Regions from separate parts of the Triticum aestivum genome. Here region 1 is linked to region 2. A link is a contact called in public Hi-C data. All regions are on one chromosome and are shown on one strand. The core of a region is the stretch at or near the end of the contact, and the rest is flanking DNA. Distances in the headings are between cores, read along the strand shown.

What was found. A called contact is a pair of places that touch in the nucleus more often than the background predicts.
Region 1: a contact with region 2 is called in a Hi-C map of leaf, with 5 times the contacts expected there. The contact joins the enhancer-like site here to the promoter of LOC123102106 in region 2. A contact is called at or near these places in 1 of 5 Hi-C or Micro-C datasets (leaf) and 1 of 1 datasets of contacts at active chromatin or transcription factors (leaf).

Annotation. Positions count from the first base shown.
Region 1 is chr5A:30,323,486-30,330,281 of IWGSC CS RefSeq v2.1, forward strand. No RefSeq gene overlaps it. Among protein-coding and RNA genes, the nearest start is that of LOC123102106, 160 kb to the left of the region's middle. Within about 2 kb of position 2,191, at least 3 of the 8 cell types and tissues checked have an H3K27ac peak or open chromatin away from gene starts, as enhancers often do. A contact at or near this core is called in leaf, where this site is marked.
Region 2 is chr5A:30,159,425-30,166,518 of IWGSC CS RefSeq v2.1, forward strand. LOC123102106 (heavy metal-associated isoprenylated plant protein 35) reads left to right here and starts at 5,222. Exons shown (of 2, transcript XM_044523387.1): 1 at 5,222-5,512; 2 at 5,611-6,818. The coding sequence starts at 5,425. The coding sequence ends at 6,536.

The DNA of each region.
Region 1 (6,796 bases), core at 941-3,440, 160 kb after region 2:
TGCATAATTTTAACCGAATTTTCATACTAATTTATATTTATGTCCTGGATGCTTGTAGCCAATCGGAGGTTGCGCGTGGATGGATACCCGAAAGGCCGGCCACCGGTAGTGGGGTTAGGACTTGATCATGGCAAGTTAATAAGTGGAGAAAGTGAAGCCTCTGAATTTGCTTGCCAAGGAGCATATATAGCAGTAGCACGCCTGTTTGTTGCCATCAGCTTCAGACGTCCGGTCGTTCATTTCATTGCGGTGCAGCAACATGTGTATGGCTATGATCCATCTTGTAGGAGTACTACATGATAGTATTTGACCTCTGCGCTGCGGTACAAGTGTCTGATGCTCCTCCTGTACTAGAATGTCTGCACTCAACTTTGCTTTGCTTATCAAGTGAATCATGGACGTATGTTCCGGCATGGAGGTCGTTGGCATCTTTGACGATGATGAGTACTGTAGGCTAGCTTAGATTACCTATGTAGTACATCAATTTTATTTTGCATGCTTTATATGGATTTTAGGTATTTAATATGAGGTAGTTGAATGCAACGGAGAAAAAATAGGGGTGAATGGTTACTGCCCGCAGCTGGGTCTGCACATTGTATAGGGGTTAGATTTACCAAGTTCGGCTCTAGGTGCTCATAGCTACCAAGAAAAAAAGAGAAGAAGAAGAATATACAACGAGGAACAATAGCATCATCATCATTCAAGGTATTAGCGGTTTGGCATGGTCTAACGACTGCTAGGTTCGCTCCATGACTGTTAGTTGGCACACGCCTTTTCCAGGGCTCCGTGACCGTCCAGTCCAAGAACTAGCTAGTAGTTTGAAATCATGAAAAATGTGCGTTGGAAGTTGGAACTAGGCCAAAGTTCACGTGTCGATCTCATATTATTGTCTTGCATGGAAATGGAAACGGGGCAAAGAGAGTAGCCGTAGCAAATGGAACAATCTCTCGCAACTTCCTTTTACATTTCTGATGATTGAAACAAATCTGTCACAACTTTCATGATTAAGTTTCATGACTTCCTTTTGATTCAGCCGGAGCTATCTCCTAGCCGTAGTGCGCCAAACAACACCCCATCAAAGTATGACTCCCAAGTGAGTAGAGTACCAGTACAGGATGAAAAGCTACAGCTGACCAAACGCTGAAATCACATGATTTTGGACCTGTGCTGGTCTACTAGCTGTCAAGGAGAAGAAGAACAAAGAGGAAGAGCTTCTTTTTTTAGAGGTAGAGTTTTTTTTTTTTTTGAAACGGCGGCAAAAACTTTGCCTTTTTCATTAATTAAGAAGAAGAGTTTTGATGCGTAGGGACATTGGCCAGAATGATTTGCCATATACTTAACCGGCTGGTCCCTCCCAAATGCACATACTTAGCTTTCTGCACCAGCTTTTATTTGTACTAAGTACGTACTAACTAAAGCGATGATCACTCGCAATTCTGTGGCTCCGAAAAAAGCCGAAACCTCGCAATCTGCTAGAAGAAGACCCGTACGTGGCATCCCTGTCGCAGACGCCTTACACGCCACAAATGTTTCTTCTTTCTGAAACAGGTATATATAACTCAAGTCTTACCTAACCAAGTACTACAGGGGTCATAGAGATGAAGCAGCAGGTAAGATGTATCTATTTTCCGAATGGAAAATAGAAGACGAGGACGAACGAGGAGAATGAAAAAGAGTTTGGGGGCTGGACGGTTTGGTAGGAGATCCTTTCAGAGATGAATCTTGAGATGGATGGGCGTGCGTGCATATTCCAGAACAAGAAGTGGTACACCTGAAAGAGGCGCCGGGCTGACATGGAGCCGTGTAGGCGGCGATAGCGAGCCACCGGCCTCCGATCCATGACTGGCGGCCACGATGGACGGGAATGGGATAGATGGACCTTTCTTTCTTTCTTCTCCCTGCCTTAACAATTAAATTCGCAAAAGGACCTTTTAGAAAGAGATCTTGCCAGGGTTTTGTTTTGTGAGCCTGCTCCCTTCTTCCTAGCTGTCTTCACGAGTCTTAGTCCATAAGCAAAGCAAGATCAGGAACTGATGGGAAGATTTTACTACTACCATTATGCAATTTTGACGTTGGGCCTAGAAAGCCACGACTTGATCAACGAGCGAGATGTTGTAGTCTGCAGAGAAGGCATGATGTTGCGTGCACGGCTCACTGCTTACGCCCGTCGGTCCGCGTGTTGTAGATGCTCTTACCATCAGCGACCATGGTTGGTCCTACTCCTAGCTAGGGCCGCAGATAGAACCACCTTCCAGGATGGCCAGGAACCGGCGACCTTTCCAGCCGCCGCCGCCGGCGGCTTGTCAAACTTAACTCCTGGGCCCCGGCGATGCGACCACGCTTTGTTTACTGAGTATCTTATTGCAGCACTGCTGCTTTGGCTCAGGAAATTGATGGTTAACAGGAGCTCGCCAATGGGGCTCGGGTTTCTTGGAGCAGAATTAAAACTAGTTGAATGCCCGTGGCAGCGATTTATCACAAGGCCATTCAGCTTCAACGCTTCAGTCATTGAGTCATTTGTTACCGCGCTATAAATCCTCCTATGTTTTCTTCAAGTTCGTAAAATTGTCGTAGTTATTCGCATCATCCCTGACCTACATACTAGTTTCTATCATCCCTGACCTACGGACAAAAAAATGAATATATCATGAGTCGCTCTGCTTCAGCTATTACATTTTCACCTTGCTAAAAATCCACATGCCTTTTGTCTAAGTCGCCAAATTGCCATAGCCATTCCCATCGTCCCTAACTTCTAATGGCTTGCAGCATTGTCATCCACTCCCTCTAAGTTATGAAAAATTCAACAATCCCTAAAACAAGTTAGCAATGCCATGGATCAGAAATCACAAAGTCCTCTCCTTTTTTTTAACATTGCATTAGAGCTCACAGTTCCACTTGTATGAATCATCCTACCTCAAGGTTAGAATAAAGACTTTGATGATGAGAATTATGTATTTATTCATAACACAATTAATTAGAATAAAAGAACTGTGATTGCCTTTTATCCAAAAAGGGTTTGCCCCCGCTTTCTATTCCAAAGCAATCAACATCGAACACATAGCATTGCTAGAAAGTAGCACATGAAGTCCAAAAGAGAAAGAAGAAGAAAAAACAAATGCCAACAACGGAAGATCGACAAAGCGTGGATGACCCGCCACCGCTGCGCCCTCCGGAATCAAACTACCACAACCTGCGGCTTCGATCCGCCGCGTACCAAGCAGCATCTCCAAGAAGGCATGCGACGCCGACGACGCTGCTGCCCAGACGAGTCCCAGGGTTTCCCCCGACACGTGGAGGGAAGTGGGGTATGGCTACCACCGACACCCTCCAGGAAGGAATGGTGGCACCCGCCGGTGTCACCGCATCGGAGCCAGACGAACCGGCAAGGATTTCTCCCGCACTTCAAACCGCACTACCCAACCGGAGCCGTCCAGCCAAACCACCGCCCAACACCATGCGCCATCGTGGTTGCGCCGCAACCCACGTTGTCTCACGGTGAGCACCACCACGAGGCCAAGAAAGACCGGAGAGCAGTGCTAAGCGATGGGAGCAGCAACACCGAAGCCAAGCGGGAGGGAATCACCTCCACCGTAGTCGTGCGAGAGGCTCGGGCCACCGGCACCGTCGCGGTCGCGGTCCGGACACGGCAGCAGGGCATACCAGGCCACCCCTGGCCCGGCCAGGCCCGAAACGGGCCCGTTAAGCCCCGCCGGCCACGCTGCAGCAGGCCGGGGTCGTCGCCGCCAGCACCCAGCACCCAGATGTTTGTTATGAAAAAGTTTTGGTACGTTTTGACTTTTTCTGAATTTTAAAAAAATTAAATACGTAACCAGGTGTAATTACCACCTTGTTCCAAAGGGTATTTTCCCTTGAAGCTGCCGATACGAACCTCAGAGTCCAAGGAAGAATCCACCAACCATGCGCATCCTCTATAACACTAAACTCCCTAGAAATGAAGGCATCTCATTCAATTGAGGTCATCAATATAAAATTGGGTCATCGATTTTGACCGGATCAGCAATCTCTCACTTAATTATTTTAATTCACTATGCTCTCTAATTTTAGAGCTCTCTCATTGCATTCAGAAATTCAATTGGATTTGGTTCATAATTTCCCCTATAGTACATGTGATACTTTAGCTCCAATATAGTACATGCAGCCATCACCGTAGAAAATTCCTCCATATAATTATGAGTTGATTAGCAGGCAACACAAAATCATACCGCGAAAGGCCCAGCAAAACACCGCGTTATATGAATAAAAAGTAAAATACACTCCATCGTCTTCCCCACTAACCAAACCAAATACTCACTTCATTCCCAAATATAAGGTATTAGTTTATTAAAAAGTCAAATTTCTTTAACTTTGATCAAGTCTAGAGCCAAAAATATCTACATACATAATATTAGATAAATAAAATATGAAAATTCATTCATTATGAATGAAAAAGCCATATTTGATATTATGGATATTGATATGTTTCTACTGAAATGTGGTCAAACTTACAGAGGTTTGACTTTTCAAAAATATTTTAAAATAGATGAAGCAAATAAATTATAAAAATTCAATAACATCAACGGCACAGCAAAGCACGCACAACCCTTCTAGTACCATGATGGTGTCCGCCCCAACCACAACTGCTGCACAACCTCCTCTGGCAGTCACCAGTGTACCATGCCTACCTCGCAGCTCTCCTCAGTCTCATACCGGACTTGGCTCTTGGACCAGAATACTGTCATGGGGTTGAAGTGCCTCACGTCAACATAGATAATTGATGTCTTGACACGCCTTGATCCAAAAGTTTGCACCCACCCATGGGCAGTGAATGCAAAACTAGTGAGTTGCTCACCGAAATACTCAACCATATCGTTCCTCTATTGAATACATATCAACCCACTTAAATGTGAAATCGAACATTGTCAATTATAAGAAAATAACATTGATTTTCTCTAGCATGGCACAAAGTCTTGTTAACACTGAACATCATTAATAGAAGGATGTTGACCTCAGGCTGTCCATGAAGAAGCACATAAATGTCAAGCTATTCTCCGATCTTAGCAACTTTGCTAATTTCCTACTTAATGGCGCTGGTGTGCTCCTCCTCGGAGATCATGAACTCTTGTCAGTGTTAGAAAAAATATAACTACCAACAAAACAACCATCCTCTTCTTCCCGACATAAGAGCTACACAAATCTGCCAAGAAACTAAAACTCTTGCATTGATCAGTAATGGTGGTTGCAGCCTAATGGGTTTTTATACAGGACTTAAGACAACTACAATTTCATTTAATTAAAAAAAGAACCACATATAAACTAATTACTTTCCTATGGACTGCTCAGAATATAATGGTGATAGTCTGATGCTTACCACTCGCACTCCCGCTTGCCCCACTCAGAACCTGGACTGGCTGGCAGACTAGTATCTGGATGGTTTTCTCTCCACGCTCACCATGTACACTGTTCAGTTTTGACATGTTCAATGTTCATGCAATTGACTCCGGTAAGAAACATATTTGACTTGCGGTTTTAACTTTTAATAGAAACGAACACCAAAAATAGAATCGTACGGCTAACTGAATTTTCTTGGCACAAACCACATATTTACGTAGCAATAGAGATTCAGATCCAAGTTGTTGCCTTGAACATAATCTTTGATGGGCTCGCACCTCCTGACCATCTACATCTTGACAGAACTTGTTCATAAGGTGGAAAGCTGCAGCTACTTCTGGAATTGAACACTGAACACCTAATGATTTGTGCAATATGAGTCCAGTATTTTGTTGTTTTGTCTGAAGTACAACTTGTGGAATTGCTAAGTTGAACGGCTGGTAACATACCTAACTTGTCATTTCAAAATTCTTGTGATCTTGATCGAAAGGGTAGGTACCAACAAACATCGCAGAAAGGAAGGCTCCACATCCACACATCATCTATTGGCATACAAAGACAAATTAGTAGTGCTTTAGCAAATAAAACATAAAATATATAAACGGTTGCGCCTAAATGCTATGCACCACTCATGACAACAAAAGGTGGATGTAAGATTCAGAAAGCAAGTAAAGCTTTTATGGCCTAACAAAATGAAATAATCAGGCAACATATGGCAGAGTATGCACGAGACAGTTTAAAGCACAAAGAGAATGGATTATACCTTGCGACCATATAGATGAGAAATGTATGCCAGAGTCCCAACAGTTGATGTTGGTTCGGAATGATGAACCCATGTGGAAGCCCATTAACATACAGTTGCAACATATACATTTTTCAGTTAACCTTCGGTAATTATTTTGCTGATAGTGGAACCCGGTCCATTGATTGGATCATAAGGGAAAAAGGAAAATATTTTGCTGGGTTCATTCTTGCTCACGATAGTCACGATTCTTCAAAACAAACGTCTGCATTCACATGAGAGCTAAACACTAAAACCCTGTGTATACGCAAATATTGATTTTCTTCTCACGTTCGCCCCAGCTAACCATATCATACTAATGCATATCCATGGTGGCAAGAAGAAACGATATTCATATTAGCAAGGTCATAAATAGACATGCATGTGGTGTCCTTCAACATCTTTAGCCATGTTTCCATCATAATAGGGAATAGAAACATCACCTACGACAGAAACAAGATAGTCCAGGGTTGCCATTTGGGTCGAGTGTTTTTTGGAAGATACACAATGTTAGGAAACCTTGTACACGGATAAAAAGCATCCTTGTGCACATACACTATGTTAGGAAACTTTGTATTTGACGCAGTTAATCTTTTTCACCATCATAGATTTCACCTGTAGCAATAT
Region 2 (7,094 bases), core at 3,972-6,471:
AGCTCGTTGCGTACAGGTGCTTGCTTGAAGCTTGGTCCGTCGTGATCGGCGAGCTGCACCATCAGATCACGGTGATTGAAGCTTGCGTGCATGGCAATGGTTGTGTTTTTACCTGCTTTGCAGATGCCTGGCTAGGTCATGCTGCATCCGCGTTTGGGACAAGTGCATGCATGATTGATGCACGAAGGCCGCGATCAAAACCCTCGGTTTCAGATCAAGAGCTCACGGTGAAGTCCCCGATCCATCGAGAGTACGTCTACCCGGCTAGCATTTGGCGTTGCAATGCGTCTGCCAAGCGCGCATCTCTGACGGAGACATGCATCAATAGTCGATAACATCATATTATCACGGAGGAAATAAGATCGATTGTTCGATCAATAATATGATATAAAAGACAAAAATGAGGTAATAATTGATCCGGCCGGGCGGGCGGCCCATGCAGCACCGCTGCACGGGCACGGTATGGGGACGACGTGGCGTCGACGTGGAACGTACATACAGCACCTAGAAACAATTAAAGCTATGAGATGACATATGTACGTGCATGAACCCGATCGGTCGGCATGCCGTCCATACACGCAGCAAACATGGAAGTATGCATGTATACGCAATGACGCGAGTACGTACGTATGGCTGCCGCCTTGTTCGGTGTTGCATCCCGGACGATTTGTTTAACGTTATCCTGCCGCGCCGTCTCTGCTTCAATTTTGGCGGTTTCATTTCTACTTCTATTCTACGTGCGGTTTCTTTCTTTGACCACCAACATCAACATGGTTGCTGCTTTTCACCAGTCAGGATGTAAAAAAACACAAGTCGTATGGTGCAGTGAGTGCGTGGTCCTTGGCGACAAAACCGTAGCTGCTCCTCCCACGTGGCCGGCACACGAGCGTGGGGCCCAAACGTACCACTGCTGCTGCACCATCCGGCGTGGTTTCCCTTCCCTTGGCCAAGGGTGGCCCAAGGCCAAGGGAGGTGCATGGGACTGGGAGGGAAAGGAAAGGACACACATGCATCTCGTTTTACATTCCCCGTCTCCGTCCGCCAACCGCACGCACGGCCGCCGGCTGACTCACTTAATTTTGACCCGGCAAAGCACGAGGAGGTCCGGCGCATATCAACCATGTCATCATGTCGTCATGTCATCTATATATCCGGCTTGGTCTGTTTTTTGTTTTCTGTTTTCGAACAAAGCTTGGTCACGCATGAATGCGAGGAGAGGGAGACGTGCCCTTCTCCCCCTTTGAACAAAAAACTCCAACTAACAAAACAAGAGCCGCCAGTCCAACAGTCATTAATTTCCTAAGCACCCCAGTCCACCACAGAATGCTACGTGCCCATCGGAGCCACAAAAGGGGAAGCGATAGAGTGCAACAAGTTGCTGATGAGTGTGTAACACTAATGCTACGACTGAGTGCACCTCATGAATCATTCATCTGCATCCTGATGCTGGTGTTTCAAGAAAAAATACTACTCTCTTTGTTCCTAAACATAAGTCTTTGCAGAGATTCCACTACGAACCACATACATATGTGGATGCATTTTAGAGTGTATATTCACTCAGTTTGCTTCGTATGTCGTCTATAGTGAAATCTTTAGAAATACTTATATTTAGGAACGAAGAGACTACTACGTAACAATCATGCAGGCGGAGGCAGGCGGCTGCTCGTCACGCAACACATGAGTCCAACAAGACGTAGTACAAAGAAAGAGACCAAAGAGATGGACAGTTTATTATCTATCTGTCAGATAAGAAAGAAAGAAAACATGTGGCTGGCTCCCCACTCTCCAAAGGCCAGGATAGAAAGCTTGCGGCTGTGAAAAATAACTCTGCGCCACCATGGATGGGATCCACCGAAAACGCCCTCCCGGTCCAGGCCGGCCTTGGAAGTTGGAACTTCTCGCCGTCACGGATGGCAATCAGCGCTGTCCGTCCGTCTTGCTTGCGCTGATGCTGCTAGCACAGCACCAGTACTGCCGCTCCTCCATACTAGCTGAGGCCGTATGTACATCTGTCTCGGCTTCATCGAAATCGCAGGGCCCAAGGATAAGCAAAGCCTTTTTCCTTCCTCATGAAAAATGTGCATGTAGTAGTGCGGCCTAGCCATGGTGCAGTCCAACGTCTCATCATGCTTCTCCAAAGCTACTAGTACTAATATTTCAAAAGCTAATAATTCTTCCAAGGTCGTACTACTTTCGTCCTGGTTTATTCGTCCTCATTATACCATGTGTTAAATTTTGATCATATATTTAACCAACAAAATGTTTATGCGCGTCATAAGAAAGTATATCTTTGAAAACTATGTTCAAATATAAATCCAACAACATAATTTTTGTTGACATGCATTAATATTTTGTTAGCTTCATATTTACTCAAAATTTGTTACAAATTACGGAAGGGGCCAATAAATCAGAACGGATGTAGTACTACCATTTCTATGCTCCTGCCAAAGGTGGACCTGCGTCCTCCACCACGAGTCTCGCACCAGCGCGGATGACGTAATCGACAGCCAGTCTACCATTTCTCTACCAAGCAAAAAACAAAGGTAGCAATAATTCAGGGATGAACCTTTCCACTTTTAAAAAATAAAAATATCGAGAGTACGTCAATGGCGCAGGCTTACGGCAGATTCCACTTCCATCTTTTCACTTCATATTCATGTGCATAACCATGCGGCTATCTTTTTTATTTAGAGCCTTGAGATTCCACGAAATCAGCTTCTAGTCAACTATTCAACCTCTCCCGCGCCCTTAATTTAAGTATGCATTTAATTTTGACTCCATTTCCCACCGAGCGTCAAATTTTACGACCAGAGGAAACCCAGCCCATCAACGTGATTGTGCCAGTTGCCCCACAAAAAGCTCAATTTTCACTAGGACACACTAGCCCATCAACGTGATGTATTTTGAAACAAAAAGATTATAATACCAGAAAATGTCATACATGAACTTTCACAAAATGACCATGCATTAGAAGTAAACTTGTCATATCATGAAACAAAACAAGGAAACTTAACAAATTATTCTACAAAAGCACCGGAAATCTAATTCGGCTCTTGGGAGTATATGCTCCCGCGCATCAAAAATGCTTTTTGCAAATGTCAAAAGAATTTGAGAAAACATGGATGGGCATCACTCAAATGCTACCTGCAATTTTAGGGGAAAGCTTAAGCATCTTGTACTGTGCAAAAAAAAGTCAAACGCCAAATGTTACCTCCAAGTGTTGCACTTAATTTTCTTTAAACACCGCTATCCCGCTTCACATGAAAATTATGAAGCACCCTTGGTATACTAACAAGAACATCTAGAGAAATAATCATGATTTTTAAATTTAAGGGAAAGCTTAGGCATTTTGCGCTGTGCAAAAAAAGTCAAATGCCAAATGTTATCTTCAAGTGTTGCACTTAATTTTGTTTAAACACTGTTATCCCGCTTCGCATGAAAATTGTCAAGCACCCTTGGTATACTATAATAGCATGAAACAATAAAAAATTATTGATAGGTTGCAGATGTATCATGTATCGCTCTAGGTTGTGGCAGTTACATACTGAATCTCATCTAAACATCCATCGCTACTCCATGCCTACACTTTAATACAATTGCCTTTGTTCAAGTTACTCTGCTTGCTACACAAGTGCTACTTGTACCGTTACTATTGCTATCATTGCTACCATATTGTTGTGCTACTACTAAACTGCTGCAAGGAAGTGATTCACAGGTGTGGTTGAATTGACAACTGAGCTGCTAAGGCTTATAAATATTCTTTGTCTTACCTTGTGTCGAATCAATTAATTTGAATCAAATACTTCCCTCAAAGACTATTTGGACCCCTATACTTGTGGGGTCATCAATGAAGTACCGAGCTTAGGGACATGGTGTTTTTTAGCTCAAGCTCAAATGAGCTCGAGTGAACAGTAAAATCCGAAAAAAATTAAAAAAACTTCTGACTTTTTTGGTGCAAGCATTGACAAAAGTTCTCAGTGCTCACAAAATTTCATCACGAAATAACATTCGTGGAAGTCATACAAAAAAATGATCCTCCAAAAGTGTTATTTTCGAAAACATTTTGTGAATGTTTCCACCAAAAATGTTCACATTTTTTTGAAATATTTTACATTTTTTTTGGATTTTACTATTCATCGCGAGCTCAAATGAGCTCGCGAGCAGAAGATGACTTCCACTAGCTTAGTTGTTAATGTTATATGCTTAGCTAATTTTTATACGCACAATATGAAATTGGTGGTGTTGCGCCAACATGGCATGTCATTGGTGATATATATTTCTAGTTGTGTTGGACACGTGGCACGCCATTAGCACATAGTTATTGCTCATGTGCGCACAAACGCCATCAGTAAAAATTATCACTCACGCTATATTGGTGGTGTTGGGTGCCAACGCCACCAAGGCTCTTTTTGCCACACCACTACTAGGCTTTTTCTGCATCAGTGCTACATGAAACTCATGTGAAATATACCCAAGATAATTGTCTTTAGGGATGGAAGAGTTTAGAACAAATGGGGAGGTTTGTGATGTGAGAATTTGTGCACATTGTGCATTGTACGGTAAATCGTAAAGTAGAAAAGAAATTGCAATTCAGTTAGAAGATTTATTTTTGTAAAATTTAAGTATGAAAAATTCTAAAACAAAGAAGAATTGCATGCATTTTGATGTTTCTGTGTATGATGCATTGTAAATCGTGAAGTAAAAAAGAGTGTCATTTCATTCAGAAGAGAAATATATGAATAGTTAAAGCATGAAAGGTTTTAGAACAAACGAGAAACCCTTGTGTTTTGGGGTTTGTTTATTGTGATTAAGCTCAACCATGAAATATTTTCAATAGTACATGTGGCAGAATTTGTTGTTGTGCAGATGATATCCAACGGTCAATAGTGTCCGAATTTGCTATATTTGCACCGGCAGATTGGCTTCATCCAAAGACATATTTTAAAAATTACACATATGCTACAGAGCGATCATAATCATTGAAGAGCGTTTTGATGGCAACTTTAGTTATCGCGTGGATGTCAGTACGATAAATTTTGATGAAAAACAGAAGTGCAGTGGAGTTGCCGTGCTCGACCGACCAACATAAATTGTCATCAAAATCACTCTCAAATATCATGCTCCCAACAATACGGCCGCCGGAACGGATACCTAGGAACGGAACGGATACGCCGCCGCCGCCTGGGTACTAACAATACGGCCGCCGCAGCAGAGCACCCGGCCGGCCCACATGTCAGCGGCCATGTGGTCGTACTCCATCCCCGCGTCCACCTCTATAAGTTGAGCACCGCATCTGCTGCCTCCCCTGAGCTCCCAGCGTCCTGAGAGGAGAGCCACAGACTCGAGCGCCCCCCCATCCTCATCCTGCTCCCTAACCAAGAAGCGAGACGACGGTGACCAGTCCCCAGAGCGCACTCCCACACCATGGATCTCCAGACCTTCGTGCTGAGGGTGACCATCCACTGCCATGGCTGCAAGAAGAAGGTCCGGAAGGTGCTCAAGAGCGTCGAAGGTACCAGCGTCGCCCTCCTTAATTCTCCTCCCGCCGCTGCATTTTCGGCTTAATTAGCTTACTAAGTGGTCGTCGCGCGTTTTGGTTGGGGTGCTCAGGCGTGCAGGACGTGAAGGTGGATGCCCAGCTGCACAAGGTGATGGTGACCGGCACCGTGGACGCCGAGACGCTCATCAAGCGGCTGCACAAGTCGGGCAAGCAGGCCCTGCCATGGCAACACACGCCTGCCAAGAATCCCGACCCTGCGCCGCCAGCCCCAGCCGACGCCCCCGCGCCGGCCGGGGACGGCAGCAAGGATGCTGCTGTGGCCGACAAGAAGCCGGCGGAGCCTGTGAAGGAGCCGCAGGCCGACAGCTCGGACAAGAAGCCGGAGCAGGAGACGGCCCCCGAGAAGAAGCCTGAGGCGGAGAAGGAAGCAGAATCTGAGAAGAAGGCTGACAAAGAGGAGGAGGCAAAACCAAGCGACGAGGCAAAGCAAGACGGCGGCGAGGGCGAGCCCAAGGCAAAGGGCGCCGAGCCCGCGAGTGAGCCCGCTGCCGCCGCAAAGGAGGCCGGCGGCAATGACGAGGCCGAGGCGAAGAAGAAACAGAGCAAGCCCAAGGACGCCGATAGGTCCCTGTCCCATGCGCCGATGCACGCGCACCACGAATTCAACCCGTACGGCGCGCCGCAGCCGGTGATGAGCTACAACATGGCGCAGCCGAGAGCGAGCGTGTCCCACTACGCGCCGCGGCCGGAGCAGGGCTACTCGCTGCAGCAGCAGCAGGCCGGGTACTCCTCCTCCTCCATGATGCAGCACCCACCGGCGCCGGCGCAGCAGGCCTACTCCCAGCAGGCGCAGCCAATGCAGCAATGGTCGCCGTCCTACCTCTACATGCCGTACCCGCACGCGTCGCCGGAGTCCTACTACCAGGACTACTACAGCCCGCCCGGGACGCACGCGGCGCCGCCACCCCTGCCGCCGCTCCAGGACTCGTACCGCCTGTTCGACGACGAGAACCCCAACTCGTGCAGCGTCATGTGATCGATGGCGGCTCCGGCCACCGCCGGAAAAGTAGCCAGAGGCGGCCTCATAATCGTATCGTAATAGAGACCTCTCTGGTTGTAGGTAGAGACAGTAGCTTGTTACTCTCTTCGATTGGGAGGTCAAAGCTCTCCTTGACCAATCCTTTTTCTTTTTCTTCTTCTTCCTCTTTAATTTCTTCTTCTATTATTGCTACTATTACTGTTCTAAATAGAGCATGTAATTGTAATGAGAGAACCTTTACATGTAGTAGTAGCATCAATGAGATCTTCCACCCTACTAGTACCACTAGCATTTTGTATAATCTAAAAAGACATGAGAGAGAGAAACATAAAAGATAACACGGATTATATATTATACATCTAAAGAATCTTCTCTAGAGGAATTAATTACTCAGTCCCGTAATATGCGTTTTTGACACTATTGTAGTGTCAAAAACGCTCTTATATCACTGGACGGACGGAGGGAGTAGTAGAAAGGTCGTGGTCTGTGCTCCAATCCAATCATGCATGTCTAGAGGATATCCTTGCCGATTCTTGTGGCCAGCTCCCGAGCAGC